Regions from separate parts of the Mus musculus genome. Here regions 2, 3, 4 and 5 are each linked to region 1. A link is a contact called in public Hi-C, HiChIP or PLAC-seq and Micro-C data. All regions are on one chromosome and are shown on one strand. The core of a region is the stretch at or near the end of the contact, and the rest is flanking DNA. Distances in the headings are between cores, read along the strand shown.

Region 1 (4,913 bases), core at 696-3,195:
GTGCTAGCCCTTGACTTGGTGCTCTGAAATGATCTCATGGGTTCTTAGCCAAGGCAGGGCTTGCCCAAAGTTCCTTCCCACTCTTGCCAGTTTCACCTCGGGATGCTTCGGCAGAATTTCAGCACCCAAGCAGACAAGGTCAAATTAAACTGCTTCTCCTGCTGCCTCTAGCTCATGAGTCCAACAGGGCAGCCAGTCCCCCAGCCCCAGGCCTGCATGCACCAAGAGAGGGGAAGGGACCTGAGCCCTGATCTGCAGAGAGTAGAAGGCACCCATTTTTCTTCCTTATTTACTCCAGGGGTGCCTCTCCTCCCCCACTCTGGCATCCCTTTATCACTGGCTCCATCTCCTTGTGGCATATTTTCAGGGTAGTAGAATGTTGAGGTCACAGGGAGAGGCTCCTTTTCTTTTTCAAGCAGCAGAGACGCCAGCCTGGAACCCTGAGCATGAACAAGCAAGATGCCGAGTCTTGTTCTTGACTTTGGGCTCTAGTCTCTGCCCCTGCTTGGGGCTGGCCCCTGTTCGTTCCTCTTTCCTGCCCTCACTAGCTCCCTAGGATCCGCAGCATCGGTTGGTTTCCCACGATTGTGCAGGTCAGGCATGTGCACTCGGAAGCTCAGCGGGGTGCAGACCCCAGCTCAGAGAAGGTGCCTATACCCGTAACCAAGAGAAGAGACCAACATTTCACGTGGGCATTTTTTGCCTTCTCTCCTGCTTCGGTCTTTGCTCAACAGCAGGCGGCAGGGCCCCTCTGCTCAGACTTATTCCCCCCATCTCCCTGAAGTTAATCAGCTGTACTGTACTTGGCAGTTCGCTTTAGTTTGGATAATACTTTCAAAACCTCGAACGTTCCAGGGAGATGGTCGTCCCCAGAGCCCCCAACCCCCTCCCGCCCAGTTCTGCCTGGCCAAGGATGTCCTGTGCTCACAAGGCTGTGGCGTTTGTCTAGAATAGACATCATATTCCCGCTCCTCCAAGACTGTAGCCAAAGTTGCCAGATGCCCCTGGGCGACTAGGTCCTGCCAGATGCAGTTGCGTAACCTCGCCCCCCACCTTCGCCGCTGCCCGCCACCGGGTCTACACTGGGCTACACCCGCCGTCCCGGACCTAGGCGAAGCCAGTTTAGGGGCTATTGCGTGCGCAAGAGCCAGGGTCTGCGCCCATCTGCCAGCGGTCAAGTACAGAGGGCTTGGGGTGCAGGAGGAGGGCATGCTGGGCTCTGCTTACCTTTGGCTGCTTACTGATAAGTGGAGGTCGGTGCAGCGCCTGGCTCGGGCATGTCTTGCCGCGGACCCTGGCAAGCCTGGCGCGGCACGGAGCACTCGGGGCAGAGCATCCACGGCAAGGATCTCCGGGCTCGCGCTGAAGGAGGCTCGGCTCCGGAGACTTGGCCAGCTGCGTGCCCGCCGCCCGCCCCCTCCACTGCCACGGGCCCGGCCCGCCCGGCCCGGCCGGCCCCCGCGCCGCAGCTCGAGTCCCTTCGGCTCCTGCTCAGCGACGCGCACGGGGAGGCAGTGGTTCGGCCGGCTCCGGGGACGCCCGCGCGCTCGCCCGATCGCGGCGCGGCGGAGCCAGCCACAGCCACCCGGCTCCGTGCTCCTCAGATGTCCTCATTTACTGCAATTGTCTTCGGCGAGATCCGGGAGCCGGGGCCGGGAGGAGGGGGCGGAGACGGGGAGGGAGCGGGAGGGGAGTCCTGGCCGAGGCACCAGGTCCCGGCTACTCTATGCAGCCGAGCGGCCAGAGGACTGAAGAGAGGGCACCGGGAGCTGCGCGCCAGTCGCCTGTGCGCTCGCCTGCCACCGAGGCGGGCGGAGCCCCGGGGCCCGTGGGGCGGGGGTGGGGCGGGGGCGGGCCAGGCCGCGTGCGTGGGGCGGGGGCCGGGCGCGTGAAGGAGCCCCTCCAGCCAGAGACGGATCGCGGGCAAGAGGAGGAGGAGGAGAAGGAGGAGGTGCTGGAAGCAGCCGCTGGCTGCTGCCTGTGCGCGGAGCTCCTCAGCCACATTCCTAGGGTTTCTGAGCTGCAGGCGGCGCTGCGGGGCCCCTGGAACTTGTTGAGTCTACCTAGGAGCCACCTCAGGCAGGCACGGGGACCCTATTGATTTCTTCTTCAGGAGTGGGGCTGTCTATAGGAAACCCTGCTTGATGGCTTTCTGTGGTGTCAACCAGCCTACCCCTGCTGGGTAGTTAATACCCTAGATGGGAGTGGACATCTGGGCAAGGCGCCCGCCCCCTCACCTGCAGATGTGTCTTTGGAGAGACTAGGGATGAAGGTTTCTCTTGCATTTTTTTACGTTTGTAACCAACCAGGAGTCTGTCCCTCAAATAAGGATTTGAAACGCAGACCTGTTTATTGGCCTAGGGACAAAGTAGAGAGTGTCTGCCTGCCTATCAGCTCTGTTGCATCCTGATAATTTGTGGACATGTCAGAGCAGGCATCTCCACTGTTCCTCATCTGGACCTCCTAGTCCCTCTGCCCCTCACCCCCCTAGAGAGGCAGTGGGAGATTGTGTTTGTTTTGATCAGAGTTAAATAAACTCGGAAAAGAGATTTCTTTAGCATGAACAGAGGACAATTCCCAGCATATACCCCAAACTCCACCAGAGTCTTGTGAGCTCTCTGATGCAGGTTCAGGGTCTTCCCCGATGCCTAGCAGGGCTGAGGAGCAGACACTGGGACTAAGTATTCTTGCATACAGGTCTCCCAGCCCTACCTGAGACATACTGGAAAGTAGCCCCCACCGATAACATGGTGGTAAGCTTTGGCCAATGAACTGGGATTCAGATGGGAAATGCTCTTAATCACCCACCCCTACAAGCACACCTTTCAGACAGAAGACAGGCTCTGGTTTGTTTCTATGTATCCTTTTATCCCTGTATCCCATCTTAGTATTCCAGGCCACTCCATTGCTCTATCCTCATACAGTGGGCTGATAGAGCCCAGCTCTCTGTTTTATATATACTTTCAGCTCTTTCAAAGGGCTTTCTGTAAGATACTGCATTGTCTATGTAGGATGATGTGTCCACACGTTTCAGGAGGAGGTCATTCTAAAATATCTTCCCTTTGCATGGAGAGAGCACCAAGCCTGAGGAACCCAGACTCTGTCCCTCCCACTCTTTAAAATGCCCCTTAGGACCCAGATTCTCCCAATTCTGATTGCCAGCCCATTTATGTCTTTAGGCCTGGAGGCGGCTGGGATCTGGCTGGGGAAAGGGCCTGTGTGCCGGCTGCTTTTATGTCAACTTGATTCAAATTGGAGTTATCTGAGAGGAAGGAACCTCAATTGAGAAAATGCACCCATAAGACCCAGCTGAAAGGCATTTTCTTAATTAGCAATTGATGGGGGAGGGCCCAGCCCATCGTGGGTGCTGCCATCCCTGGGCTGGCGGTCCTGGGTTCTGTAAGAAAGTAGGTTGAGTAAGCCATGAGGAGCAAGCCAGTAAGGAGGACCCTGCATGGTCTCTGTATTAGCTCCTGCCTCCAGGCTCCTGCCCTGCTTAGGTTCCTGCCCTCACTGCTTTGAATGATGAAGAGTGATTTGGAACTATGATTGAATTAAACCCTTTACTCTTCAAGTTGCCTTTGCTCATGGCACTTCGTCACAGCAACAGTAACTCTGACTAGGACAGTCTGCAAGGGTGAATAGACTCTGCTACCCAGCTAGAAGCCAGAGGGCTGTGTAGGATGGGACTGTGTAACAGCAGATGGCAAGACTTCCTGCCTGACATGCCTCCCGCTGCCCCCTTCCCCAGGTGTGCTCTTACATCTTTGGGAATTCTGTCCAGAAAACTTTCTGTAAATCTTACCTTATTGTAAATCCATAAGATTAGAAACCCCTTTTCCTATTTCTTAAGTATGTCACTGCACATCTGCCAGGCAATGTGGGAGTGGCACCATTGAGAATAGAAGGTTTGGCTTTGGGATCCATGAGTAAAATCAGATAGACAGAAAAGTGTGCAGAGGAGGCCAGAGCTCAGCCACAAGCGGCGCTGTGAGCTGGTTAGGTGTCTCTAGAGACAGTGTCAGTGATGATCCCCGCAATGGCTACCTAGAGGAGGCAATGATGGCATGCTATGGCCGGCAGGTTGGAAGATGTTCTAGCTGAGCCGTGGTTGCTCTGAGTTCTCCAGCTGCCCAGTAACTTCAGCTGTTGCTAGGTCTATTGTTATCCTGCTTTGGATTTAAGATGCCTCTGTACAGGCTCACTTGGGCCCCATCTGATGATGATGCTTGAAGAAGTTGTGGGAGCTTTGGAAAGTGGAGCTTATCTGGAGGAAGTAGGTTGCAGGGGTCAGGGTATCAGGTTAGTCCTTGAGGGTTCTAGTTGGATCCCACATCCCATTCCCTACCAGAGGTTCGAGAAGTCCCAGCTGAGTACATCTACTGTCATGTCGCTCCTACCTTCCCTACCTTGATGAACTAATACCTCTAGGCCACACCCCAACAATCCTTCCTCTTTAAGTTGCTTAAAGAAGTCTCATGAATTCTGTTGCAGTAATAAGCGAGCCATTGGTGTACCTCCTGCTATTGTAAAATGTATGACTGCATTTACCTACTGCATCACTAAGTCTGCCATCACAAATTGAGATATTGCTGAGAGTGTGTGTCATTTGACTAGGGAGGACTGTTCCATGAGCATCAGCGTGCTCAGAACCGTCAAGCAAGCCTTGTGTTCGGGGCTGTGTGGGGGGAGGAGTTGTGGCCTTCTTGCTGCCCACAGATGCTCTTTGCATCATAGTTTCTGTGTGGACAGAACAGATGTATATATTAAGGGTTTATAATGAGTCCTTATGTTCAGCTTCCCCAGAAAAAAAGAAAGTAGACTCATTTTAGGAATCAATTAGGTATAAATTGGTTTCTTAGGTTTTGCTTCAGAATTTTGCCACAAAAGGTAGTCTTGCAAAGGAGAAAATA
Region 2 (4,913 bases), core at 960-3,459, 910 kb before region 1:
TTTCTGAATTTCTAGAGCTGGAAACACAGCCTGTCCTGAATTGCATACTTTGGTGTTCTGTGAGTCAAACCCAGGTCTTATTGTAAGACCAGTACCTGCTCTTAACTGTTGAGCCATCTGTTCAGCCCCAACAAAACTGGAGTAATTATGGCTCACTAGCCTGTAGCTCTCCTCAGTACCCCCCCCATCCCCCATCTTCTGTTCCAGCACACTCTTTCTCTCATTTAAGTGCTAGAGGAGTCTAACACAGTCCCACACTTGTTTTGGTACCATTCTGGTCCTCTCTCCTCATCTTATGAAGCCATGGTGATATTTTAAAGGAATTCTCCTGCATACAGTGCACACCGCTTCTGCCAGACTATTGTGGATGGCCAGGCCATTTTGCTTTCTCTCTCTGCTGAGCCTTGTGGGTCCATTTGGTTCCCTAAAGCCTGTGTCCTCCTTGTCTGAATCTGCAGTGCACTTCTTTCTTCCTCTCCATGGCCGTTCAGTAACCCTAGCTCCACAAGTGTCCTCTTCTTGTGTCAGAGTGACCTTCCTGCCTCTTCTTTCTCACCCTGCATCTCCTATTTGCCCATCTTCTGGGCCCTGCGTGATCCTTAGTTGCTCAGGGGTTTGTCTGAGGTGTACAGTCCCATCAGGGCAAAGGCTGTCTCTCCCCTCGGTTCTTACACTAGTGCTTCCAAGTTAGTGTGTGCTCCGTAGATGTGTGTTGAGTGAGCTGTGTGTTAGTTACTGCTGCATGGCTGTGACTAAAGTCCCCACAGACAGCTGAAGGAGGTAGGGGTTATGTTGGCTCATGGTTTCGAAGAGTTCATGCACTGGTATTTATAGAATACCTCATAGTTTCTGTAGTCAAACCTGGGTCGGATAAGACCTTACATGTTTAATTCAGTATGTTACTCCCTGGACACATGCCCATTTTATTGGACAAAATGGTACAATGTTATTAGGCATGTGGGGTTGGGGAGAGTCTTCATGTCAGAGAGAAAGGAGAATGGATGAGCAGAGCCAACATCCCCCTAGAGACCTGTCTTCAACTATCTACTCCCTCCAACCAGGCCTTACCTCCTCAAGCCTTCACAATCTCCCAAATGCTCACTAGCAGCTGGGGACCTAGGCTTTAAGATAGCCTGGGGAGGAGGGGGAGGCGGATCTCATGTGCAAGGCCAGCAAGTGCGAAGAAGACACAGTAGAGGACGTGGCTGGCTGACACACAGGCATGAGGAAGGACCTGGGTCCCCAGCATCTCTGTAAAAGCTGAATATCATGGCATGGCATTGCAGGGTTGGGGGAGGAGACAGGGAGATTCCCAGATCTCACCAACAGCCAGCCTAGCCAACCAGTGAGCTCCAGGTTCAGTGAGGGATGCCGTCCTAAAAATGAGTCAGAGATTGATAGAGGAAGACACTGATATGTGGCCTCCATATGCATGTGTACACACACATACAGGAGCATCTGCTTATATGTACAGATATACAAACATGTACAAATGCCATACACACACACACACACACACACACAACAATGAAGAATAAGAAAGATATATCAAATACAGTAACAGATAATATTAACAGTAATTGTATTGTTACTGCTTTCCTGGTTTGAGGAAGGAGTAGAAGTTATCATTACTCTAAAGTCAGTAGCTATCAACATCAACAAAAATCCTGAGGAGATAAGATACTCTCACCCTTAAAAATTCTATCATTTGGTATTTAGTTCATACAGAACTATACACACACACACACACACACACACGTATATATAACATATGTGTATGTATATATGATATATATGTGTGTATATATATGTGTGTGTATATATATATGTATGTATATATATATATTTATAGATATCTTCAAGGAAATGTTTCTAAATTGCTAGCATTAATGAAACATTTAGCAAATTGTTAGGAACCATCAAACTGACTTCTTTTGTTTGTTTGTTTGGCGACAGAGTCTCATCATGTAACTCTGGCTGGCGTGGAGCTCAAACACCTTCTAATCCTTGGATACACAGCCTTGAGCTTCAGAACGAGCGTGTCTGGTATACGTGTTCCTTCCACATACCAGCTACCCTTGGAGAGCACTCAGGTCCGCCAATTGGGTAAGCTTTTTCCCAGTAATCTGGAAGCAGTTCAGCCCGCTCTCCTCACCGGCACTGCATGAAGAGGATCTTTTATTAATTGGTGCTCGGGGCTGAGGGGGAGTTTCTTGGCCTAGGCGGAAGCCAGCCAGCCAGCTCCCAGGCAGACGTGCAGGCTGGCCAGCTGGGCTCTCTTAGACACTGACCTACATTGAACCAAGCTCACAGAATGTGTGTTAGATCAAATTTGTTCCTTTCTGCTTGCTCAAAGTGAGTTCTGCTCTGCAAATTTCCATGATATCGTTGCCAGGGAGTGATACAAGACAGAAAAGGACCCCCCCCCCACCCGTTCCATCCTAGAGATTTCTAAACCAGCCCACAGAACTGCTCATGGGCTCTTGCAGAGGCCACCAAGAAATGCCTCTGCAGTTTGAATAGATGGTTTCCTCCCTTCCTGAGACGGGGCCCCTGACTATGAACCTGAGTGTGCAGAGCTCTCATCAGTGGGGCACACACGCTTTCCTGCTCAGTTGAGTTGGGACATCCTAGGAAAACCCCTGTGTCTGCCAGCAGCCAGCATGCACCGCTGCCTGCAGGAGAACTTACAAAAGGGAAGTCCGTGTCTCCGGGACAACAAAAGGATATTAAATATAAAACTGTAGAACAAAACAATAAATCCCACCTGAGGTCTGCTTGCTGGGTTCTGTCTTCCTGGGGAGGGCTATTCTGTCTTCCTTGCTCTAAAGAAGCTACAGGGAGTACTTGTAATCTTCAAGCCCGGTGTATCTTCCTTTCTGTAATTGACCTCCAAGGACTGGGCTAATCTCTCGGTTTCTTCTCTTTTCTGTCTTGAACAAAGCTTTGCATTTAGGCCTCATGTGGCTTAGAGCCCAGGGGAAGAACCATCCAAAGCCAGGCCAGTAACAATGGGCCGTGGTAGGGTCTCTTTCCAGGATAAAGGCTCCCACGATCAATTATTCCCACAGTGGGCCTTTGACTTGCCTCCCTCTGCTAGATGGGCTATGGAAGGAACACCCTCCCCCAGCGCCTCCAGTTTGCATTCACTTCCAGTCCTGTAGGTTAACATGGAAGTGTAGCTAATCCTATCAGCTAATTCTCTACTAGAACGTAAGTAGTGCAGTCAGAACAGTGTTCTGGAATGTTCTATGGCCCTCTCGTTGTGTGTAGAAAAGGCCAATACTAATGGCTGTATGGGGTCAGTTAGACAACTTACTATATGGCCATGTTTTCTAGGGCTGTGAGAAATTGAAATCTGCAATAGGCAACATGGCCTCAAACCATAAAATCAGTTAAAAGCTGTGGAAGGGGGGGGAGGGGGAGTTGGTCCACATTTGATTCACACAGTAATTTCTTTTATTTGCGATGTCTCTGGAGTCGTGTGCTGTACTTAACATTCTAACCCTGGGAACATCTTTATAAAAAGCTGGAAATAGAGGCAGTGTGTGTGTGTGTGTGTGTGTGTGTGTGTGTGTGTATACTCATGTGCCTGGGTAGATGTGTGTGGAAACAGGAGGCTTAATCTCCTTCCTAATTTACTGTTCACAGATTATGATCTCCTGGGTTCATTTTATCAGCTGCCAGAGCTACAGATACACAGATCCACACCATTACATTTTTTACTCAGGACTCGGAGATCTGAATACAGCAGGTCCTTATGGCTATGCAGTAAGCACTTTACCTAATAAGCTATCTCCCAGCTCCAAATTTCTTTTCCTTGTAACCTTTCCTACTGCCGCATCCCCAAAATATCCTGGGTGGATGTGTGGGTGTGTGGGGGTGCTTACTCCATGTACTGACCCTAGAATAAGAGTTTCCTTGTCCAGATGGATGTTGGCCAGAAAACAAACCATATAAACACACAAACAAACAGGCAAACAAACAGCCTGCTTCCAATCTTGTTGGCTTCCTAGCCCTGAAAAACGCAGTGGTTCATTTGTTCTTTTCTCTCTTCCTCTCTCTCTTTCTTTTCTTAAAAAAAAAAAAAAGGAAAACAGAAAAATACTTCCTCTGAAGAACCCAGAAAACTCAGATTCAGATGAGATTTGTGGTTTCATTTTCACACTACAATCTTGCATGCGACGTTGGGATGACATCATGTGTACCACTAAACACACGCTCCAGAAAGACGTTCTTCATTAAGAGCTGAATGCTTTCCATGCGTCTGGGGGAAACAGAGCTAAATATGCTGAGCAGGGAGGGAGGCATCGTTTAATGACTAAAAAATGTCATCTACAGCGATCTGCCTCTGTAACCCTCTAGAGTTCCCTGAAAGGAATACTCCAGTCACCTGAAAGCTTATTGAATTAATCAGCACTTCCCAAGGCCAGAAAACAACTATGACCAAGGGCATTTCTCCACATTCAGATCTGGGGAGCTGAATCAGTGTGGAAAATGGATGAAATACCACCAGAGCTCTTTCTTTTTCCCAGAAGCCTGGGTGTTTCCAAAACTAAAGAGTCACATTTCAACCCCCTGTAGGACAGAGCACTGTTCTACCCTGAACATTCAAATCTGGGCCAGTTATTGGATGAGTCTGTGGAATTTGTGCTCATTTTGTTGAGTGTGACAGTGGCATTGTGGCTATGTAGGATCCATCTTAAGCTTTGGGATGGTTCCTCAGATAAAGTCCTTGTCTTGCAAGCATGGGGACCTGAGTTCTGGCTCTAAGACTCATCTCAAACCAAACCAAACCAAACCAAACCAAACCAAACCAAACCAAACCAAACCAAACCAAACCAAACCAACAAACAACAGATTGTAGTGGCTTGTGCTTGGAATCTCAGCACCACAGATGCAGAAACAGGAAG
Region 3 (4,913 bases), core at 913-3,412, 710 kb before region 1:
GATGGGAATACACGGGAGCCTCAGGGATGAAGTGTCAGCATGAGGCATCCGGAGGAAGCATCAGACATCATCCCTGCAGCAGGGAAGACTGCTGTGAGTGCGGTAGTTGGGATCCGGGACTCTGTTTTGGATGTGTTTGTGCTTAGCTGCGCTGGAGCTCGGGGTAATGAACGAGGCTACGGTCAAACTCAGGATATGCTCAGCCCTCGACAAGTAATGATTCCTTTCGTCTGCCAACATGAATAAATGCTTCATGTGTTTGCATTTTCAAACATCCTCAACGACAGGACTTGGGGAACGGACTGAGAGTTGATTCTGAGACTCTTAAGTGTAAACACACCATGAACTTGGAATATTAAACCACAGTCCTTAAACCATTGCAAGTGTGTTGGCCCTACTGCTGGGCTGAAGATGTCTGCCCCATCCTGAGGCAAGGCTCTGTCTGCCGAGGCTGCAGCCTCCCTCCCGATGAAATAACTCCCCACTATTAGCTTTATTTAATAAACATTTGCCTCTAAAAAATATCAGCTGTGCTTGGACTTCTGTTTGTGTGTGTGGAGCACATGCCAAGTTCAAGGCCAATTCAGACATACTTTGAAACTGAGTTTACATGTTTCTAAGTACATTTGCTGTTCAACCTTCAAAGGAAACCGTTTGTACCAAACCCTCTCAAAAACACCTTTGACTGCGGTTTTCACCTGCAGGTCCCAGAGTTTTCTAAATAGTCGTCAGCGTTGTTGCCCTTTTCGCTGATGGTTGATATGTACAATTGTTTAATTTAATCACCAATTCGCCAAGTTGGTCTTTATTGCTGTGTAGGTATTTATGGGAGCTAGAATTTGGTTACATTATGGTAGACAGGCTGGGGGTCGAGGATAACAGTGACAGTTGAGAAATGAAATGTTTCGTGTTGGAAACAGTTGATGATGGGGGGCTAGCTAAATGCCTGATACCTAGAATCACAGAAATAAGAGTTGGAGGCCAAGGTGAATCATTCATTGGTGAACAGCGCCCCTAGCGGCAAAAGGGGCCGGCAGCAAGGGTGACTAGGGAAGCTCCCGAATTTTAAAAAGGCACCTGCTGTGAGTTCTCATTATACAAACAGGATCCACAGGTGCCCGGGCTTTAAGAAGATTCAACTCAGGAAAATACAAGTCTATAAAAACTCCTTTAATGTATGCACTTTTGTTTAACTCTGGAGTGGGTACTCGCGCTACACGAGGTCTTGGTGTAAGCCCTTACTTACCAAGGATGAGCAAGAAAGGGGAATGAGTTCTGTTAAAGTTTGATCCTTACTGACAATTAGCGAGTGAAGCCAGAAATCGCTAAGGGCCACGAAGTCAATTGAAACAAAAAAAAGTAAAGAGCGCTGCAGGTACACCTGTGATGGGAGGCCGCGGGGGGCGTCCTCTGCATCCCCCAGCTGTGTCAGAGCGGGGGTGGAAAGGAAACCTCGTGGGGAGTTGACTCCGAAGCTGGGTGAAGGAACTCACTACCCCACTGGATCAGGAAAACGACCCCACGCACACCCTCCCAGGAGACACGTGTAACTGTCAAGACACTGTGAGCCTTAGGAGCAAATGTCACTCCAAGACATTTCATTCAGACATTAGCTGCCTCAAGGCCCCCAAGCAAAGCGTCTTCTTCTCCCGTGCCACCCCAACCCAACCCCCGGAGTGAGCACCTGGCGGGGGACCAGTGTCAAGGCTCTGGGAGCGCGAGCCAGGGGGGTCCTCAGATGCGCCCTGGGTGCGTTTGCTCTCCCTGTGGCTGTGGCACTCGCGGAGACCCTGACTTGTAGCGAGGTGGCGGGGAGAGGACGCGCAGGCAGCCGCCTGTGCGGGTGACTTACCTCGGGCTGCACGGGGCGCCAGCAGGGCCCCAGCCAGGGCCAGCAGGAGGGCGCGGGCGGGGGGCGCGCGCCGCGCCGGGCGCTCTGCCATTGTCGCCGGCCTGGCGTGCAGCTGCTTCGGGGGCCCCGCGGCCAGCGCTGCAGCATCCCACGCGGGCGCCGAGCTGGGGGAAGTCCTACTGCCCTGAGTCTGCCGCGACCCCCTCGCGCAGCGCCCGGGTCGCTGAGCAGCGAGTCTAGCCTTTCATTTTTTCAAAAAAAAACTTTCTCCCCTCCCCGTGTGTGTGCGTGCGCGCGCGCGCTACTCTGGCACGAGCCGCCCTTGACCGTTGCAATAAATGAGCAGCCTGTCCGAGTTGGCGCCGGGGACCAGCGATCTGAGGGCGGGCCTGTGCAATGGATCCGCGGCCAGCAGTCGCCGTTCTCATTACCACGGAACAAATTAGCGTCTCCCCCGCACCCCGCCTTCCTGCGGCGTCCCGCGGGTCCTAGAGACCGCTCCGGGGTCCCCGACAGCCTGGGTCCTATCCACTCCCGGGGGTGGCTGGATGCAGGATACCCTCAGACCCCTTGTGCGAGCCGCCGCGTAGACCAGCTGTGTGGCGCAAAGGCGCGAGAACGCACACTTCCCAGCCTCAGGATGATGTGGCCGCGGGGCCCGGGGCGCCGGCAGCCAAGAGCACACGCGGCGCCGGGGTCCAGCTTTCCAGACTGAGGCTGGAAAGGATGACTGGGCTGCTAGCTGCTGGCTAGCTGGGAACCGGCGGGACGCGAGGAACAGGTCTGGTATATGGTGCACAGCCAGGCAGCCTGTGGCTGGACGTTCCAAACCGCCAAACCAGTACCTCACACCTCAGAAATAAGATTGAATTTACAGTAGCAGGCACTCGGGCACAGCGTTTTCGCTGTGGTGCTCTGGTTTTGATGCTGATAGATTGGCCAAAGTTTCCTTTCAGTTATCTAGACCCAGGAAAAGGTCCAGATACGTTCCAAACTTCACTGATCTTAAGGGGCACCTGGCTTGGCTGGTTAGAGATGCAAATTGCAGCCGGACTTGGTGATGCATGCCCTTCATCCTAACATTTGGTGGGCTGAGACAAGAGGGTTACTGCAAGTTTGAGGCCAACAAGGGGCTACACCCTGTCTGGTTCAACCTGAGCTACCAAGTGAGATTCTGCCTCAACAAAAAACCAAGATAGTGGGCAAAGCCTGACGGGGAGAGAAAATGCCAATTGCCAGGCAGCCTCCTACATCTTCAGAGTGAGCTGTTCTTCGGGAACACAGCTAGGCTAGCCCCAGTAAAGGGATGGAAGGCCTCACCTCAGGGTTATAGTTGTACCCTTCCCCGCCTTCTCATTGGCCTGACATATTCCTAATCGGACTCTTTGTGTTCCTGAGAACCAAGTGAGAAGCAGCAGGCGACAGACAGACAGACAGACAGACAGACAGACAGACAGACATCTGGAGAATAATGGCCACTGTGGTCCCTAACATGGGAACTTCTTAGAACTTGTAAGGGCTCAAGGGGATGCCACACCCATCCTGGCCAGTGAACCAGAACCCATCTTGGGCCTGGCAGTTTTCAAAGCCTTAGTTGATTACACTGCAGCTGGGGGTCGGGCCAACCACAGAGATTCTGTTCTGGTCCTACAGCTTCCCCTGTTCTGGGTCAGATCTACAGTATGAGGAGAGTCGGGTTGGGGAAGGCTGTGTTCCTGACCACCTCGCTGGAAAGTAGCCTTACTCTCCAGCTGCCTCTCACCAGCAGTGGTCTGCAGTAGTCTCTCACTTCAAAAATGACATAGGACCTTAAAAGTGAGAGGCCTCATATTCAAGTCAGAGCAGGCATCCTTTGAAATCAGCCCAGTCATCCATAGCCACCCTTGTGTGTCCTGGTATTTACGCAATCAGAATTAGCAATGTTACATTAGGGACTTGGGAAATGAAGCTGTAAAGAAATGTCTCTCACCTTCAAAGGCTCTTTGTTATTGTTATTGTTGTTATTGTTGTTTTTCTGTTCTGGTCAGGGCCTCTCTATATAGCCCCACAGCTGTTCTAGAACTCACTATGTAGACTACACTGGCCTCGAACTCACCGGAATGTGCCTACTTCTGCTTTCCAAATGCTAAGGCTAACTGTGTGTGCCACCACCCACAACTGGCAGGCTTTTCAGTCTTAGAGAACAATCCAGACATATGGATTTCATGTGATCTGTGATAAAGGGTCACCAACATCACTTCACTTTAATGTGCAGACAAAACAAACAAACAAACAAACAAACAAACAAAACAGCACACAGAGGAGCCAAGTGGCTTTCTTACACCCACACAGTGAAGAGTCCAGCCTCAGACCTGCCTTAGGAGCAGTGTGTCTTTGACCCTGAAATGCAACCTTCCCTCTTAGAGTCTGCTAAGTCTCTTAGGAAGAACTGAACACTGAGGCCTTGGTGAAGGGTCTTCCCACCCACCTGCTCCCTCCCCCAGGGTGCTCAGCAAAGATGATGGGGATTTTGCATCCTGGCTCTGCTGAGAGAGGTCCAGAGGGATAGGCTTAGAGAGTTCTGAGCTTAGTTAATTCCAAGACTGCTGAGATGTATGAGGGATGCAAAGCAAAAGACTTGGGAAAGATTTCCTTTGAGGCCGCCAGGACAGAATAGCTTTAGGATGGACACAGCTGTTAGCCCTAACCACGGATACAGAAATGGTTTATTCGCGTGTGCTGGGGAACTTTGTACACTCTCTTAATATTTCTTTTCCATTTCTTTTCCATGTTTATTACTCAGCTGTTGCTCTTTACTGTAAAAAAAAATAATAATAAACTTATTTTCTTTAAGCGTAGAAATTGCAAAGCTGTCTTCAAAAAGGCCAAATGTGCCCCAAGACTATCTTTGGTGTCTGACTGAATGAAACCCAACAGCCATTGCAGAAGAAGAAAGACAATTCTAGCCATGAGCCCTGTCGTCTTCCCAGCTTTCCGATTCACTGTGGCTGTGAAGCTCAGGCCTGGCTGCCACTCCATCCATAAAAACTTCACGTACATCAGCCGCAGCCAGCTAGGCAGA
Region 4 (4,913 bases), core at 822-3,321, 600 kb after region 1:
GCCTGGACACTGCCAGGCTTCTTGCCTTGCTGACAATGGATTGAACCTCTGAACCTGTAATTAAATTACAGGTTCCAATTGAATATTGCTCCTTATAAGAGTTGCCTTGGTCATGGTGTCTGTTCACAGCAATGGAAACCCTAGCTAAGACACCCTGTCTTAAAATAACCACCACAACAAAACCACCTGATTCAGTCAGAAATGTCGGTGAAGAGGGCTACAAGAGAGAAGAGGGGTTTGAGGGCACTGGGATGACAATTGATAGGAAGGTAGCAAAGGGGGCGGGACCAAGGCAGGAAGTAGCTTTTCTAGAGCACTGAGAAAAAGGATCCATGGCTGCATTAGATAAGCAAGGGCTCAGGAGTCACTGGGGAAGTTGGGCACAGCATCACTGCAGTCAGGTTTACTTGGGGGTGAGGGATGTCTGAGATCAGAGGACAGTGCTGTCAGAGGAGAGGCAAGCACAGCGAGGAAGAGAAGGAACTTTATTCAAGATGCACAGAGGCAGAGTCAAGGCCCAGAAAGCAAGAGCAAGAGCTGGGGCTAGACTGGCAGGAGGTGCCTGAAGAACTGAGCTTGCTGGTTGGTGTCTGGAAGGCCGAATGCTTCTGAATGATGTGCACGTGAAAGGTGTTACAGCTCTGGAGAAGCCCCCGGAAGCAGGGGTGAGTGAGGCAGGAAAGGAAGAAGACCCAATTTCCCAATTCAGGTCTTCAGAGACAGAGGTGCGTGGGGCAGAGAAGGAAGACCTGAGCTTGGGTCCTGGAACATGGGCAAGGAAGAGCATTCTTAGCATTCTGGAGGGTTCCACAGTTCTTCAGGCTTCCAGTCTACAGCTCTGTCCAGTACAGGCTCCAGCCAACTTAGGAGTTGACTGATGGCCCTTTGAAACTGTCACCTTATAAGTCAGCTTGGCTCTGCAGCTCTAACAGCAGTAAACTGAAGGGTGAGGTAATATCCCACGCATGCCTTTCTTGCCATTCATTTACTTATTCCCTCCTTCATTTATAAGCTCTGCAAGCAAGGTCCCCAACACAGAAACAGCATCCCCATGAGGCTATGCCCTGGCCCAACCAAACAGGTTCAGAACCAAGATAGACACCATGGCTTTGTTGTGCTTTCTGCCTTCCAGTCAGGATGTTTTATTTCTGTTGCTGAGAAAAAATATCGGGGGGGGGGGGAGTAAACTCTGGAAGAGAGGATTTCTTTGATTCACAACTTCAAGCTACAGTTCACTATTTCAGGGAAGTCCAGAAGGAAACTTCAGACATCACCTACAAAGTCAAGAGCAAATGGATTAAACCCACCCTTGCGTGCCCAATGCCATTTAGCCTTCTCCCTTATACTGTTCAGGACCCCGGTCTTAGGGAATGGTGCTGCCCACAGTGGAATGAGATTCCCTTTATCAATTAACAATCCAAACAACCTCCAATGGGCATGTCTGAAGCCCAACCTGATCTAGATGATTTCCCCATGAGTCTCAATTCTAGGTTGTGTCAAGCTGGACTTCGTTTATAGTCCAAACTAAACCACTATGAAATAATTCCCCAGAGCAGCAGATCTGGTCCCTGTACTGCGCTCTGCTCCATGTGTGTTTAATTTTGCCAGACATTTCTTACTAATTGTATACCCCCAGCACCCACCATGGGGCGCCCGCACACTCTTTTTCTGGGAGGGAGTGTCTAACATTTCTCAGCTCTGCCGACTTCTCTGAAGCAGGGCTGTTACCACGGGTCCCAGCCCTGCTTTACCAGTTGCGAAACCTTAAGTGCCACACTACTTTGTGGTGTCCAGAGCTAAGGCTAAATAGAAGGGACGTTGAGTTTTCTCTATGGCTCGTCTGAGTGCCATCACCTTTTAGGATCCTCCCTGATAGAGTGTCCAGTCAGAGTGCCAGGAGAGAGGGCATGTTCCTGCATCCTCCCAGTGTAAAGGCCAAAGCTCCAGGAGGGTGAGCGCCCGCGGTGCGCTCCCAGAGCCAGGCACCAGGCGTCGCCGTCGCCCCTCGCAGCTCCACGGCCCCGCCCCCGCCGCGGAGCTGGAGCTGGAGCCGGAGCCGGAGCCCTAGCCCAGAGCTGGAGGCGGCCGGACCGGGCCAGACAGATTTCCTGCTCTCCTGTAGGGCTGAGGGCTGCCGGCTGCGGGCTACGGGCTGCGGGCTACAGGCTACGGGCTACGGACTGCGGGCTGCGAGAGAAGTCACCGGCGGCGCAGGTACCTCACTGCCTACGCGCGTCCCCACGACCCTCCCTCGCGCCGGCGGGGACAGCGGACGCCCCGGAGCGGAGCGCGTCGGGCGGGCGCCCGGGAGATGCGGAGTCGCCGCGGCGGAGCGATCGGGGCTACAGCACCGGTCCCTGGGAGGTGAGTGGCGCGGTGAGGGTGGGTGGCAGTACGTCCGGAGATGGCCGTGCTCCCCGTGCACATTGAGCAGACCGGGATATCCTGGGCCACTGCCAGGGAGAAACGGGTCGTTGTACGGGAGCTGCGTCCGAGCCAGGTCCTTGCCATCCTCCTAGTGTACAGGATGCTAGCGACTGTAGACCCTGCGACCCCAGCTACCTGCTCGAGACGCGGTCCGAACTTGGCTACCACCTAGGCAGCTCTCTCGGTGAATAGCTACACAGAGGGCGTGTGTCTGTGGGTGGCGACTGTAGGAAGAGGACAACAACCTGGGGATGTGTGTGAACGCAGTGGAAACGGGAGTGGGTTCCAACCGGTGTGTTGGGGGCTGCGCACGCAGGGCTTAAGACTGGAGCTTTTCCAGAAAGTGACTCGAGTTGCGCCAACTCCCGGCGCAGCGGGGGCGCTGCGGGGATGCTGGCGCCCGGTCTAGGGCCGGGAGCCTTCCCCGGCAGGCGTCAGTTGGGGATTCAGGGTCAAGGTGGAACCTGGCAGGTAGCTCAGGTATGACGCCACGAATTGCAGTCCGTAGGGGGACCTGAGGAGGTCCTGAAGCCAAAGGCCAGCGGTACCCATCTTGGTGCTTCCTGGGACCATCTGGGGAAGGCTTGGAGACCCACAGGGTGATGAGGTAGAGCCAAGCCTGAGGACTAGGGACTGGATCTGACCTAAATTCCTTTCAGTCATGAAGTATTGTTCTAGAGAGGTTAGAGTGTGATGCCTGTAGGTTTATATTGATTTATAACGACTCTGTAAGTGTTGGAACCTCAGCAACTACAGGAAGAAAATGGAGCCTTGACTGTGTCGGAGAGTTTGAAGGAAGACCAGCAAAGGGTGCTCATGTGTTCTAGAAATGATTGTGTCTCTTGCCTAGTCACTAATGTCCTTGCACCTAAGTGCCTCGTGACCCAAGGTGCCTGGACACCTTTGCAACAATGTTTATGCATTTATTTTCCTACAATGTAAAAACCTATGCTTAGTTAAAGTGGAGCTGGGAAATGGGGGTGGGAATGTTTTTCCAAAGCTGAGGGACTAAGCCAAAGGGGGCATGAAACAGTAGGTTGCTGGTGGCTGCCAAGGTCCCTCAGCTTTCAGGACATGGACAAAAGGCTGGGTCTCTCAGTGCAAGTTCAAGGTCCTGGGGAAACAAAAGGCCAGGTGTTGGTTAGCCTAAAAGGTGGGGTCCACATTGTCAGGGAGAGGGTTTCTGTCTCCTGAATGCCAGGTTTGGGCCCAGGTCCTAGTTTCTTGGGATCAATGTTGCCTGTGGATCATCATCAACACAACCCAACAGTTTTCTGGTTCGGAAGTTGGTAGCATTGTTTGTCTTCCTGAAAGGCCAGGTCATTGGGCAAGCTGGATCTGATAATCCAGGACCTCTCAGGCAAATCAGCCCTGAAGTTTCAGTAAGGGAGTTGTTGTCCTTGAATGCTTCCTGGAGCCCCTGTCTGGTCACAAGGTTAGAACAAGGCTGGCCATTGGTTCCCAGCCTGGAAACACATTTGTCTCTGCTGTGGAGGCAAAGTTGGCCCAGCAGAGCTCCTGGGTCAGCAGTCCTGCCACTTCAGAGATGGCCTGGAGGAGGACTTGAAACTCTGCCCTTGAAACTATCCTGGGAGTGATCTCCTCAGCCCTAGGCATTCCTGCTCACAAATCCTTTCACCCCGAGGAAGCGCAGGGAGGTGTGGGAAAGGCCATTACAGTTGTCAAGTTGTGCTTCTGAGCCTGGTTGTCCCTCATTGATCCTCACGGCTCCATCTCTGAGGACATTTATTGAAACCACGCCCCTGCTAGTCAGAGACAAATTGGTAGGCTGAGGCATGTTCTGCAGTGCACCTGGTATTTTCTTCCAGGGCAACAACCTTACCGCCAACATGTCCCAAATCAAAGGTGTGCCTTCATTGCCCCCGACTCCACACACTCACCTAACTTCTCTCAATGCTTTCTTCACCCTTCCGAATGCACTAGCCTCCTTTCTGCATCTAAAAGGGATGCTGAACAGGGGCTTAGGTTAGGACAGGACTGTGAGCTCAGCGCTTGGAAGTAGTTTCTTGCTGGCTGCTGTTGGGTGGAGAAACTGGTGATGAAGTAGGCCTCTCTGGAACATGTGTGCTTATATGTAAGGCTCTCTGGAACATGTGTGCTTATGTGTAGGGCTCTCTGGAGCATGTGTGTTTGTGTGAAAGAGCTTCTGTGCTTTCCACAGATGTCTGTTGCAATGTATATTGAAGTGTACTGGATCATGGAAAGAGGAGACAAACCATAAAGGAGATACAGGGCCAGTTCTTAAGGGGACACTAAATCAAAGAGACCCTACAGGATTCCCCAAGGAGGCAGGTTTGGGGGCAGTAGGGGGACAGGAACTACAGGAGTTCTCTTCCCTCACTGGTGCATTTTCTTATTCATGGTGTTTGGGTCTCACCTAGGAAGGCTCTGCTCCAAAACAGAAGGGAATGCGGCTGTTGGAGGAGAGTCGGGCCTCTTAGCCCCTGAGAGTCACTTGAGAAGGC
Region 5 (4,913 bases), core at 1,435-3,934, 560 kb before region 1:
CTTAATCCTTACTTCTGTAGGACCTCATTTTAAAGAGAAGGAGTGAGGTATTGCGGTCTACAAAGTACAGAACGTAGAGCTGGAGCCAGGAGGAGCAGGAGTTCAAGGTTATCCTTGGCTACATAGCAACCGTGGAAGTCAGTGTGCACTACATGAGATTATCTCAAAACTAACCAACAAATAGCAAAACACCTGAAAAACCAACGGGAAATATCAGATGTAAACCTCCAATCTCAGGACTGGAGAGGCAGAGGCTGGGTGAGGTTAGCCTGATCTATAAAGATCAAGTTCCAGCCCAGCTTTTGCTTGACAGTGAAACTGTCTCAAGAAGAAAGCAAAACAAACAAATCGAGGCTTAAACTCAATCAAATTTAGAAATGGAAGCTCAAACTCAGAGAAAGGAATTGAAGCCAGACCTCGTGTTTCCAAATGAGAGCACAGCCCCCACCAGGCTATGGGGCCTCGTACAAACAAAACGCCTTCATCCAGTTCTCTCAACTTGAGACCAACACCTCAGACCAGGGAGTGAAGCCACAGCTGTGTGTTCACCAAGCAGAGTATTCTTGAGTCATTCACAACCCTGTCTGACTCTGATTTTAAAAAAATAAATAAATAAATAAAGTCACCCACTTTAAGTCCCCTGAAAATCCCACAGGTTAGCGGATGGGCCAGGCTCAGAGGCTCAGAGGCTCAGGGGTGGTTGCTCAAGGTCTTTGTGTTTCTCCCAAAACATAGGGCCTCTGAGGGATGAATTAGGCAATCCTACCCTTCTCTTGGCCAGGCCTAGAACCACAGGTACACCTGAGATTAAACAAACACAGGAAGGTAAAACTCCAGAGGCCTGAAAGCAAGGTCGGGCTTATCTTCTCTCCTCACCCAGATAACAGGTAATTGCTTTTTTATCACTTGCACATGGAATTTGAAAGTTAAAACGGAGGATGGCTTGATATCACACTTAACGCCGTGCAGCACACAGATCCTCAAGGGCCACTTCTCCTGAGGACCCCAAGTCAAGTCTCCTGGATCCACTAGCACAGTTCAATGAGGAAAACAGCCAAGGCCTGACAAGCGTCAGCCCATCCGCTGAGAAGACTTTCTAGAGCTGATAGCACATGTGCAAAAGAAGTTGTAAATTGTCATCAGTGGTCCCAAGGTAGCCTTTACCTAAGGAGAGATGTTTGGGGGAGAGGGGCACATACCAGGGAACGAGAATGTCGTTGCTTAGCAACCTGGAAAACCCCTCAGCCCCAACTCTATGGCCCATGAAAACAGAATATCTTCCACAGATGGAGCTTCTGATGGCAGTGACCAGAGTAAAGAACCTCCCCACGTGTCAGCCCTGTGGTGCACATGTACGCACGCACCCAGAGGCCTCTGATCCTAGCTTCACAGGCCGTTCTCCTGCAAGATTTAGAGCCTCAGATACCCCACTGTTTTCAAGTTTCCCTATGGCTTGGCTCAACAGATGCAAACTCCTTCTTGTCTTACAGTTCTTTGATTTCTCCCCCAGCACAGATTGCTCTCTTTCATCTGGACTTGATTCCCCAGGGTTTGGCGTGTTACTGGAAAAGAAAAAAACATCACCCTTGATCATGTTTATTGAATGTTGTTGTGGGTTGAACCATGTTCCCTCAAAATCCCTGTGTTCAAATACTAACCCCAGCATGTCAAATTGTGACCCCATGTGGGGAGAGGACCTTTAAAGATATAATCACGTTAAAATGAGGTCTTGGGTCAGGGTGGTTTCTAATCAAATCTGACTAGTGTGTAAATGGGAAACTAGAGGCAGAAACACACACATGGAAAGTGTCAAGCAGAGGTGCAGGCAGAAGGGGCTGGACACGTAGCTCGGTTGGTAGAGCTGTTGTCTAGCCCAGAGCCCTCAGTTTGATCCCTAGCAATGTATAATCTGGGCGTGGTGGCACACACCCATAATCCAACACTCAGAAGACAGAGGAAGGGTGATCAGAAAGTTTGGGCTTATTAAAAATCATTCTTGCCTATTTAATGAGTTGGAGGCCAGCCTGGGATACATAAGACTCTATGGCAGCTCATGCCTTTAATCCCAGCACTTGGGAGGCAAAGGCAGGCGAATTTCTGAGTTCAAAGCCAGCCTTGTCTACAGAGTAAGTTCCAGGAGAGCCAGGGCTACACAGAGAAACCCTGTCTCAAAAAACAAAACCAACCAAACAAAAATAACAAAAAAACTCTACCTCCAAAACAAAATGGCATGCGTAGAGACATGGTGTTGTTTCTATAAGACAAGAGACCCCAACGATCACTTAAAAGCCACCAGAAGCTGGAGGAAGCCTGAGGCAAGTTTCTGGACTTGGGAATGAACCCACCTTGCCATCACCTCAATCGTGGGTATCCGGAGGTTCCAGGTGTGAGTTTGTCCGAGTCTGTCTCAGCCTCCTTGCTGCTGTGGCAGTTTGTCACAGCCTCTCTGAGAAGTGTACACTTGGCACCTGTGGTCACAGGTCCTCATCTCCTTTTCTCATTTAACTATTTGACATTTCTGGGAGCTGTGGCTCAGAGAAGCAAACAAATGGATCTAGCGCCCCCTCTGGCCCCCAAGGGGAAGGGTGAGATTTTAACCCAAGTAGCTATATATCTGGAAGTCCATACTGGGAGCCTTGCCTCTGGCCTCTGCTTATTCTAGACTTGAAGGAGTTTCCCTTCAGAGTAACCAAAAGCAAAGCCATCTGCTAACTGTGTGGGGAAGCCCCAAAGCCAAAGCATTATGAAACATTTAACATGATGGTGGGAGGCACCGTGCCAGCTGAGTCACTGCCAGAAGCTGGTCCTTGCTGATGGGCAAGAGACTCTTGGCTACAGGAAACTGAGCCTGGAGCTAAAGTAGCTTTGAAGTTGATTAAACCTCCAGGGTTGCAGGGAGCACGAGGCTGGAGGAGGCCCCCACAGTCCAGACACTGAGTAGAACAGTACGAGGGAACTCTGACGGCGTTTTGGAGCACTTGGGAAAGGCTTTTCACATTGGAATTCTCAGAAATCCTATTCTAGTTAGGAATAGTGCATCTAGCAGGGAAAATAGACCTGTCATGAATAGAATAGCAAATCTCTGCCAGGTCTGTTCTGTAGTGGAAAGGCTGATATTGGTGTAAGTAGGGGCGTGTGTGTGTGTGTGTGTGTGTGTGTGTGTGTGTGTGTGTGTACTATGTAGGGATTCTTAATTGCTCACGGGAGCCTCTTCAGTCATACTTCATGGCAGGACAAAGGTTTCATTCAAAGCAGTCACCTCCAGCTACTGCTCTTATTTAAAATTCTTATTTAAAAGTCAATAAATACACACATCTTACGGTTTTCTTCTCTTCTACTCACACAGGCTAAATAGTATAGAGATCAATCCATCCCATAACTAGAATACTCACAAAATAGCTAAACATTAAACTCTGAGGGAAAAGAAGCAAAATAAATAATGCTTTTTCTGGTGCTTTCTATGAAAATAGACAACATTTCTAAAAGCAACATATTCTAAAGGTCTTAGCAAGTACTTTGCTAAGTGTATTATATGACTTATGGATTTGGGGAGAACTCATTATAAATAATGAGACTCGGTGTAGTAAATCATGAAGAGCCAAACAAGATGTAAAAATCGGGGAAGTAAGACCACAGGACCTGCCAGCATTGTGAGATCAGAGAGTGAGAGATGGGCTAGAAAGATGCGCAGCAGCTAAGGGAGCTTGCAGCTCTTTCATAGGACCTGAGTTCAATTCCCAACTCAGGAATCCTCAAGTGCCTGAAACTCCAAATCCAGAAGATCTGATACCCTGCTATGGTCTCTACAAGGCACCCACACATATGTCGGTTTAGACACACATATGCATACATTAAAAAATAAATAAAAATTTAAAAAGAAAGTAGGACTCATTGACCTAGAGTCAAACCAATCTACAAGGGACAATAACTGTGAAGAACAGCAGCATTCAACAAGGAAATACCAGGAGAAAACAAATTAACACTAGCAACAAAAAGCCAGCCTATCTGGAAACACATCTGAAGTGAAATACGCACGACCTATATTTAAAGTGTGGTAAAATCATACCAGAGGAAATGAAAGAAAAACCAAACAGAGGAGGTGTGACACGTTCCCAGATGCAAAGGGAACTGCTGTAAATTCACTCTGCCCAGATTAACTTATATAATTCTATATTTGGTCCATAAATTGACAATCTGATTTGTGAATGTATGTGGGAAAGAGAACACATTGGGAGAGTCAGGTTTGTTTTAAAGATGTACAGAGATGGCTACACCAAAGCTGACTTCACAGTGGTATTAGGTAAAGCAAGCCCAGGAAGAGGTAGACAGATCAGGGAAATTAAAAAGGGAGCTTTGGTTTTTTTTAAAGACTTAGTTTGTGAAAGAGAGACCTCAAGCCAGAGAACAGAGAGACACCGAAAGTATTAGTCTGTTTAGGAATAAGATCATGCTGTACTCTACATTTATTTATTTATTTATTTATTTATTGGTTTTTCGAGACAGGGTTTCTCTGTGTAGCCCTGGCTGTCCTGGAACTCACTCTGTAGACCAGGCTGGCCTTGAACTCAGAAATCCACCTGCCTCTGCCTCCCGAGTGCTGGGATTAAAGGTGTGCGCCACCACCACCCAGCTTATTTTTAATTTTTATTTCATGTGTATGAGCGCTTTGCCTGCATGTGTGTCTGTGCACCCTATGTATGCCTGGTACCTGCAGAGCCCAGAAGAGGGAGTCAGACTCCCTGGAAATAGAGTTATAGGTGTTTGAGCTGAGATTTGAACCTGGACCCTTTGCCAGATAAGCTTAGTACTCTAAACCACTGAGTCATTTCTCCAGCCTCTTGTTGTCCATTTACAGCCACACTCAATGTTATATTCTAAATGGTTAAAAATACAAAAGTAAAGATGTCAAAAAG

Evidence for each region. A called contact is a pair of places that touch in the nucleus more often than the background predicts. HiChIP or PLAC-seq counts read pairs in DNA pulled down with a chosen protein or histone mark.
Region 2: a contact with region 1 is called in a Hi-C map of cortical neurons, with 3 times the contacts expected there. The contact joins the enhancer-like site here to the promoter of Insyn2a in region 1. A contact is called at or near these places in 1 of 39 promoter capture datasets (embryonic stem cells), 1 of 484 Hi-C or Micro-C datasets (cortical neurons), 2 of 115 datasets of contacts at active chromatin or transcription factors (astrocytes and embryonic stem cells) and 1 of 9 other capture datasets (embryonic stem cells).
Region 3: an H3K4me3 HiChIP or PLAC-seq map of embryonic forebrain shows a contact between it and region 1, with 8 times the contacts expected there. The contact joins the promoter of Adam12 here to the promoter of Insyn2a in region 1. A contact is called at or near these places in 7 of 39 promoter capture datasets (the C10 cell line, embryonic stem cells, hippocampal neurons and 4 more), 4 of 484 Hi-C or Micro-C datasets (cerebellar granule neurons, cerebral cortex and cortical neurons), 5 of 115 datasets of contacts at active chromatin or transcription factors (embryonic basal ganglia, embryonic forebrain, embryonic hindbrain and 2 more) and 1 of 9 other capture datasets (liver).
Region 4: a contact with region 1 is called in a Micro-C map of embryonic stem cells, with 6 times the contacts expected there. The contact joins the promoter of Ptpre here to the promoter of Insyn2a in region 1. A contact is called at or near these places in 5 of 39 promoter capture datasets (embryonic stem cells, frontonasal cranial neural crest, hippocampal neurons and 2 more) and 1 of 484 Hi-C or Micro-C datasets (embryonic stem cells).
Region 5: a Hi-C map of cerebral cortex shows a contact between it and region 1, with 3 times the contacts expected there. The contact joins the enhancer-like site here to the promoter of Insyn2a in region 1. A contact is called at or near these places in 1 of 484 Hi-C or Micro-C datasets (cerebral cortex) and 3 of 115 datasets of contacts at active chromatin or transcription factors (embryonic forebrain, embryonic hindbrain and forebrain).

Annotation. Positions count from the first base shown.
Region 1 is chr7:134,936,485-134,941,397 of GRCm38.p6, forward strand. It overlaps Insyn2a (inhibitory synaptic factor 2A), which reads right to left and starts at 1,946. Exons shown (of 4, transcript NM_001143802.1): 1 at 1,228-1,946. All of the region lies in intron 27 of Dock1 (dedicator of cytokinesis 1), which reads left to right.
Region 2 is chr7:134,024,207-134,029,119 of GRCm38.p6, forward strand. All of the region lies in intron 3 of Adam12 (a disintegrin and metallopeptidase domain 12 (meltrin alpha)), which reads right to left. It overlaps Gm39103 (a long non-coding RNA gene), which reads left to right. Exons shown (of 3, transcript XR_870012.2): 2 at 1,957-2,106. Among named protein-coding and RNA genes, the nearest start is that of Gm39103, 3.9 kb to the left of the region's middle. Within about 2 kb of position 2,210, at least 95 of the 459 cell types and tissues checked have an H3K27ac peak or open chromatin away from gene starts, as enhancers often do. A contact at or near this core is called in cortical neurons, where this site is marked.
Region 3 is chr7:134,222,935-134,227,847 of GRCm38.p6, forward strand. It overlaps Adam12 (a disintegrin and metallopeptidase domain 12 (meltrin alpha)), which reads right to left and starts at 2,163. Exons shown (of 23, transcript NM_007400.2): 1 at 1,853-2,163. The coding sequence starts at 1,943.
Region 4 is chr7:135,535,753-135,540,665 of GRCm38.p6, forward strand. It overlaps Ptpre (protein tyrosine phosphatase, receptor type, E), which reads left to right and starts at 2,072. Exons shown (of 21, transcript NM_011212.3): 1 at 2,072-2,364.
Region 5 is chr7:134,378,902-134,383,814 of GRCm38.p6, forward strand. It overlaps a transcript of D7Ertd443e not described here. Among named protein-coding and RNA genes, the nearest start is that of D7Ertd443e, 16 kb to the left of the region's middle. Within about 2 kb of position 2,685, at least 35 of the 459 cell types and tissues checked have an H3K27ac peak or open chromatin away from gene starts, as enhancers often do. A contact at or near this core is called in cerebral cortex, where this site is marked.